2 separate regions of the Arachis hypogaea genome follow, and region 2 is linked to region 1. The links are chromatin contacts, called in public Hi-C maps. All regions are on one chromosome and are shown on one strand. The core of a region is the stretch at or near the end of the contact, and the rest is flanking DNA. Distances in the headings are between cores, read along the strand shown.

Region 1 (3,922 bases), core at 640-3,139:
CATGCGCGAGTATAATAAGTTGATGCCAAAAATAGTACAAAAAATATATCGTTGTGATATTGGCTGATTAAGTAATTGAGGAGTTACTAGGGATATAAATAAAATAACTTACACTACAAGAAAAACACCTATTCAGGTACACTTGAAAAGTGTAGCCAAAAGTGAAAAAAATGATACCTTAGGAAAAGGCTACGCTTTTTAGGCTTCGGAGACGCTTTTCTGAGGGATGCCTATACCAGTGTTGCCTATTCTCAAAGGCTACGCTTTTCTGTACCAAAGGCTATGCTTTTGGCATTTGGAAATAGAGTGTGCTTTTTACGTGATGCTGTTCAGGACCAAAGGCTACGCTTTTCAGCTTCCAAGTTTACCATAATAGGCTACACTTATCCTTGCTACTGCATCACCTATAAAGCGTAGCCACATTGTATACCATAGCTACTCTATATAAGTGTAGCCTTAGATCCCTTATTGTTTATTTTTTGTATATATATTGCACAACATAATATGTAGTAATATGATTACATATATAATTCTGCATTTTTAATTAAATGAATTAAATATTATAAAATAAAAATAAAAATATAATTATACTAAATAATTTTTTTAAATAATAAAAATTATCTGTAAACAAAATATATTTATAATGAACCAAAAGTTCTGGAATGAATTTAATTTTGAATATTCATACATCTCACATTAAATTAAGCATAGCCAAATCAAAATAAGAATGAGACCTCTTAGAATTTACTCTAATACTCTATAAAAAACTAAAATATTATATCCTACATAAATATCTTCTAAGTCATTAGTCAACCATACATCTATTATTTCTCAACACTACTCCATCTTTACATCCATAATTTTGTGCACAATCTAATTCGTCAAGAGCTTCTCCTGCTCCTCTACCATCATCTTAGAGAATACACCTGGAGCATTAAGCATTGACCATTAGCAGTTTGTAACTGTTCACAGTAAAACAATCTTGAACTTGAAAGAAATAGCATGTTTATATATACTGTGAAACATTAGTTCCATCTCTCCATCTATAATGCTCGCTCCACCAGTGGCATGATCAACTAAGACAGAGAGTTCAGATTTCTAATCTTTAATATAAATTCCAAGATTAAGCTATAAAAAAAGTTTAACATTGTTAACAAACTTAACCATAATATCATAGAAGCTCAAAAACTATTAAAAGCCTAAGAGAGTGAAGAAATTTTATTGGATAATAGTTTCCTGCCACAGGTTGAGTAACTTGAAAGGGCCAATCTTTCTTGTGATCATAAACCTGTGTAAAAAAGTTTGAGTAAAAAAACTCAATGTTGAACATTTTTAACTGGAGGATTTTTATTACAAACGAACAAAAATTGGCATCAGAGTTACCCTTTTTAAAAAATCTCTTCCATTAGAATCAGTATAAAAATCCTTGTTTGTAGTCATATTTGCTGTTTTTTGAGTGATCGCCTCTTTTTCAACTCCATTATCAGTTAGAATTGGACCAACCTTCATAAAACTATTTGTTTCATAACCTTAGACAATTAACAGCATAATATTCTATTTTAGCTGATGAAAAAAGTGGCTTCTCACTATTACAAAGAAAGCAACTCACAGTGTATTCAACACCAGCATGGTCTTTGTTTTTGTAAAGCCTAATAACCTTCAAAAAATAAATGAAACAAATAAATAGGATGTAAAGGACATGCTTATGAACAAAGCAAACCCATTTAAGTATTTTGAAAATAATAGGATATACCATTATATATTGAAAAAGAAAAAAGACAATAAACACAATTATTTTAAAGGACACTGACCTGGTAAATCCAAGAGCTAAACTCTTGATGAATCTCATCAGCTAGTGGCCCGCGGATTACATTGTAGGGAACCTGCATGTATATCAAATAGAAAACAAATTTAAATATAAAAGCTTCAAAGGAATTGAAAATATAATATTATGTGTATTGTGAAATAATGTAATTGCAGTTCTTTTGTTATGTTACAACTAAAGAAGGCACATATATTAGTAGTAAGATTGAGCAGAAGTTTCTCTCTTACCTTCTAATATTTTTGCTGCCTAAATCCATAAGAATTGTCACTCTTTTTTTGTCTTCATGAATTGGCTACGTAGATGAAAAATTGAATCAGAAACAAAACTTTAATATATATATATATATATATATATATATATATATATATATATATATATATATAAATGAATCTAAAAACTAAAAGCTAGAAGTAATGGCAGTGCTACAAGAACAAATTTCACATATGAAATTTTGGACTAAAGGGAAAAAAACTGAAAGCTTTCACTTATAACTTTATTCACTTCTTAATAATCATGCCATTAGATTTCAGCAGCTTCTAATTCTTAAGCAAAGAGCAAAATATAATTACAATTTCAATTACATCTATACGAGAATTAAATTAAGTGTGAAATTTAAACTAAAACTTGAAGTAGATTCACAAAAACCAGATTTGATTATTGAATGATTAATCAAACCATGAAACTAATTATTGAATATTAATAGATCCTATGCCATAAATAATTAGAGAATTGAATAAAAGCTTATGAATCAGAACTATCTAATATAAGTGTACATAAGTTGTTTCTGTTCCCATCTTCAGTTATTCTTCCCATAACCTAAGGAAATTAAGCGAACAAAATTAGCCATAACCCACAAAATAGACAAAAAGTGAAGACAATACAGCTTAGAAAGAATAGAGAATAGATCAGGCAAACAAAAATCTATTATAAAAGGGAAAACAAAATAAGAATTATAATATGAAGAATGATCCATTTTGTCTTGTTGTTGGCTTTGCTTTTAACAAGGCTCCAATAATTCTTAGAACTTAAAGGCAATTGATTCTATAAGGGAGATCAACCAATTCATGAAACTCTTACCAGAAAAAGTGAATTGGCCTTTAAAATGTATGGATTTTTTACTTTGCAGGTCAACAAGCTTCTCAGCATCCTTCAAATCCAACTGAAATGAATGTCAAGGGTCAACTACTAAGAGCAATTAGTTTGCAAAGATGATAATATTCACCATGATCAAAATAAGATCATTTTTGAGGAACTGGATTTCCATTTAAAATGTTAAATAAGGTTCACGCCATTTGCCAAACATTCTGGTCTTCCTCAATGAGAATATCACAAAGTATAGGATAACTCAAGAACTGCACAGTGAAATGTAAAACGAGTTATTTATCATAATAATCAAACAATAACTTATTGTAACTATGCTAAAAGAATGAAACTTTAGAAAGAATAAATCAAGTAGGATTGGAAAATACTATTATGATTAATGAAGTAGCATTGAAAAATAGAAGGAAAATAAAAACGTCTTATATGTACTACTACTCTTGATAACTTTGAAGTAGCTCCAAATTAGATGACTGCATTAAATCACTTTAAAATAAAGTATAACTATAATTATACTCTGACACTTTAAAATGAAATCACTCAAATATATCATTATTGTTTAGGGGCTTATTTTGATTAATGTTCAATGTAACAGAACTTGGAGTCAGAATCACTTACTTTTAGAAAGGCTTGTATTCATAGTTTCAAATAGACATACATGATTCTGGATCATATTTCATAAAAACATGAAGCAAATCTCAAAATTATATAACTATATAAGTTCCAACATTACTAAAGACTCACATTACAAACCAAAATATCATCGAACAAAAACAATAACAAATCAGCATACACACGGAAGCAACACTCCCAGATATAAGAACCTCTACAAAACAAGCTATGCATATGAGTACTTCATCAAATTTTCTTGAAGTTAGAGAAATGGTAAGAAACATCAACACTCGTGAAACAACACATGCATTTTCACAAACACATAGAGAGCAACAAGAACAACAAGGAGGACTGATGAGTACCTTGAGTTCTTTGGATCCTGACCTA
Region 2 (3,922 bases), core at 763-3,262, 320 kb before region 1:
TTAGTTTGGATGTGATTGCCAGAGGCTCATCGTCTTTCGATGTCCCATATTGGAAATCTTTTGCAGTGAATCGAATTCTGAGAAAATTCTCTGCTTGAAGCACTTCCAAGTTGATCATATTTATTTTCTTTTTTTACCACATTCCTTGACCTCGCAAGATTTTTTTTTCCAACTATAATGTTTATTATGACCCGGTCCGTATCATCCTGAGGCTCTGGAGATCGAGTATTCCTAAGTTTCCGAGTTTCTTGGTCATCATCTTCATTATGCCATCTTGATAGCCTTACATACTGCACAAATTCTGGGAGCTTTTTCCATTGCGAACTGCTTGTTCTAGAGTATATCTTAAATCAATACAATCCTTAGTGCGATGACTGTAGGACTTGTCATAGTTGCAGATATATGACTTGTTTAAGGAAGCTCTAGGTCGGATTTATCGTGCTTTAGGGCGGATCCCTCTTTAAGACACTTGCTAGTAGTACAATTCTATCAAAGAAGTGACTAAATGGGTATATGTATAAAATTTTCCCCCTCGTGATGTGGTAGAATAAAGGGGTATATGTATAATATTTCTCCACTCGTGGTGTGGTAGACTTGGGAGTTGAAGCTTATCTTGAGCTACCTGTCTTGCTTGACAATGGCATCGGGTTCTTCCTTTTTGTGGACACCACTTTAGTCACATCTTCATCCTGCATATACTTAAGAGCAATTTGATGGATTTTCACCATAAACTTCACGTCTTTAGATGTCAAGTGTCACCTGATATCCCCTTCTAACAAACCAGCGATGAAGGACAAACACACAACCTTAGGATTTTGTGCGTTCATCTCTAACAGAGCCTTATTAAAGTGTTCAAAGTAGTCTCTTAGGCTTTTTCCAACTCTCTGTTCTATCCCAAGCAAGAAGATCAAATGTTTCGCCTGAGTTCTCTTAGTAGTGAAATGAACAAGAAATTTTGACTTAATGTCAGAGAAATAGGAAATGAACCCTGAAGGCAATGAGTTAAACTATGCCATGGCCAAGCTAGATAAGGTCACCAAGAACCCCTTACATCGTATGGCATTGCCACTCCTTCCAAATTCATCATCGCCTCAAAGGCATATATATATATTCATTCTTGAGGATCTGAGATCTCTTCGTACTTCATATCAGTTGGATTTTCGAAATTTTTCGGTAGCCACACATGAAGGACATGAGAAAAGAATGGAATTGCCCTATGATGACATGTTCATGGCGTTCCCTGTGCCATTTCAAACTTTCACTTCTAACTGGAGTTCGTATCTTAAGTAGAACTTAACTCAGTTCTGGACCGTTGTGCGGTCTCTCGAATTTTATCCTCCCGTTGAGGAGAAGCCCTTCTATTATGGTGATTGTGAATATGGATGATCATGTTCCTGATAGTGTCCACGTCCATGGTTTGGTGTTCACCATTCCTAACTATGATGTCAATCTTAGGTAGTGCAATTTCTAGACCTAGACTAGTGAGATTGTTCAACAAGCTACCATTCCAATTCTTGAACACGGTAGCGTATTTTATGCATTGCATGAACATAGTCTTTTCCTAATTTAGTGATATCATCCCTCCATGTTCCTCCTATCACCCCGTCCTAAACCAGGGGCTATAATCTCGATGTCCTTCTTCATTTGGGCCAGGAGTGACATCGGTTTCATGTTCGTCTTCCCCGGCTTATTTCTATTTTATTGGGGTTATTAGTTAAATTTTTTAATTCATTTTGACTTTGTGATCGGCCATGCTTCCCAACTTGTTTAAGATCCCACATACAGTGCTAAATGTTCGGATTGTTTAGTGTATTCATTTGGAAGTAGGGCTTGTTTGGGTGAGTTTTTAAGAAAAGATCTTTTTTCGAGTTATCTTTTTTTAAAAGATCTTATAGAGAAGTAAAAGTAATTTTATGTTTGGATATCTCATGTAAAAAGGTCTTTTTATCAATCAATTATGTTTGGGTATAACAATATAAAAGTACTTTTTTGTTTATTTATTACATGAAAAATATCTTTTTTTAAGAAATAAATATCTTTTTAAAAAAGATATAAATTACAGCTTCTCAAAAAAAATCTTTTTTTTGATTTTACTAGTGCTTTTACTTTTACTACTAGAAATTTGCCAAACACATTAAAAAATAAAAGAATATCTTTTTTCATTGAAAAAAGATCTTTTTTTTAACAAAATAATGGCGCCCAAACATGCACGTAGTGTATTCATTTAATGAAATGAATAACGATTAACTTAAAAAAAAAGAAAGAAAGAATGTATTCCGGGATTATTTAAAAAGAATAATAATAAAAAAGGAAGTTGGAAAAAAAAAGTTACCTAGGACCCCTGTCGGCGGATACAATAATGAAATTTTAACGAAAGAGGGATGGAATGTGTAGTCTTAAATGAAATGATCAAGTCCAACTGTCAAAGGTCCTCTTCTGTTCCCCTTTTTCACCTTGTCGCTCTCCAATCTTTCCTACGCTCTCAAATACACACCTTGCTGCTCCACACTCACCTCTCTCTCTCTCTCTCTCTCTCTCTCTTTTAGATCAGTGGAGAGATCTATCTATTAAGGTGAAGGGGAAAGAAAGGTTAGCAACTTGAACCTTTGTCTCTTCGTTTTGGGATCACACATGCATTTTCTTTGAACGCTCTCTTTATTTATTTGTCTGCATGAAAGCTTAATTGCTAACATTGTTTCTCTCTGTTTCTAATTGGTATTCCAATTACGTTACTGCTGAAGGATCCCGATTTATTTGCCTACCTTCTTGTATTCTTCGCAGTTCCACTTCACTTTTCCACTCTCAACTTCCATTATTTTTTGTTTTTAAAATGTAAAGCTAAGTTTCTTTCGATACTTTTTAAGTGGGTTTAATTGCAGATCTTTAGTTGATCCAGGAAAAAAAAAAGATTAGATAGATTAGGGTGTTTGTTGGAATGTAATTCGAAAAATCATAGTGTTAGAAAAATGAAAAGCAATTACCATTAGATCCACTTGTGTTCTGTATGAAGGTGAAACAGCTTAAAGGGTTGATGTAACTGAAAGGTATTTAAGCTTATTTCCCTTTCTTTTGCATTATATTGGGGAATATGAGGTATTACCATGCCACACCCACACTGCTATTTTATATATTTTCTAAATCAAGTTTAAACTAGTCAAACTGTCCCAAATAGGTGGAGACAGAAAATACAGTTAGTAGAGTAGTTATTGGTTCAGGAGCTCCATAATGCTGTCAGTTTCAATTTCAGCAGGAATGTACTTCGGTACTCTCCTTTTTCTTTTAATAAATAAAAATTAAGATTTAAATGCTTTATGCTTAGATATGTGTTAGTCTAATTTTGGAAGTTTGCTTGATTTCTGATGGTCTACTGTAACTTGCCACTTATTGATTTCCGTGTGAATTGGTATAGGTTTTGAGAGAATACTGGCTGCCAAATAATGGCGAATAAGAATAATGCACCTGGCCAACGAGGGCGAAGGCCGTTGTCAATATTTGCTGTTCTCGCCCTTTGCTGTTTCTTTTATCTTTTGGGAGCATGGCAAAGGAGCGGGTCAGGAAAGGGGGATAACCTTGCCTTGAAAGTGAATAACCTGATGTCAGACTGCAACATTATGCCTGAGTTGAGTTTTGAATCTCATCACAATGATGTAGAAATTATTGAACCGGCTGAACCGAAAGCTAAAAAGATCAAGGCATGTGATGTTAAATATACTGATTACACACCTTGCCAAGAGCAAGACCGAGCAATGACATTCCCAAGAGAAAATATGATATATAGGGAAAGGCATTGTCCCCCTGAAGATGAAAAACTGCGTTGCCTCATTCCGGCCCCTAATGGTTACACGACTCCTTTTCCTTGGCCTAAGAGCCGGGATTATGCCTACTATGCCAATGTTCCTTACAAGAGCTTGACAGTGGAGAA

Evidence for each region. A called contact is a pair of places that touch in the nucleus more often than the background predicts.
Region 2: a contact with region 1 is called in a Hi-C map of an unstated tissue, with 4 times the contacts expected there. The contact joins the promoter of LOC112720689 here to the promoter of LOC112720686 in region 1. A contact is called at or near these places in 2 of 8 Hi-C or Micro-C datasets (leaf and an unstated tissue).

The regions. Positions count from the first base shown.
Region 1 is chr11:36,203,963-36,207,884 of arahy.Tifrunner.gnm2.J5K5, reverse strand. LOC112720686 (alpha-mannosidase) reads right to left here and starts at 1,889. Exons shown (of 4, transcript XM_072205961.1): 1 at 1,812-1,889; 2 at 1,610-1,657; 3 at 1,384-1,503; 4 at 618-1,288. The coding sequence starts at 1,889. The coding sequence ends at 1,172. LOC140173177 (a long non-coding RNA gene) reads right to left here. Exons shown (of 4, transcript XR_011867486.1): 2 at 3,898-3,922; 3 at 2,903-3,177; 4 at 2,330-2,641.
Region 2 is chr11:36,528,329-36,532,250 of arahy.Tifrunner.gnm2.J5K5, reverse strand. It overlaps LOC112720689 (probable methyltransferase PMT14), which reads left to right and starts at 2,012. Exons shown (of 7, transcript XM_025771729.2): 1 at 2,012-2,589; 2 at 3,410-3,922. The coding sequence starts at 3,438.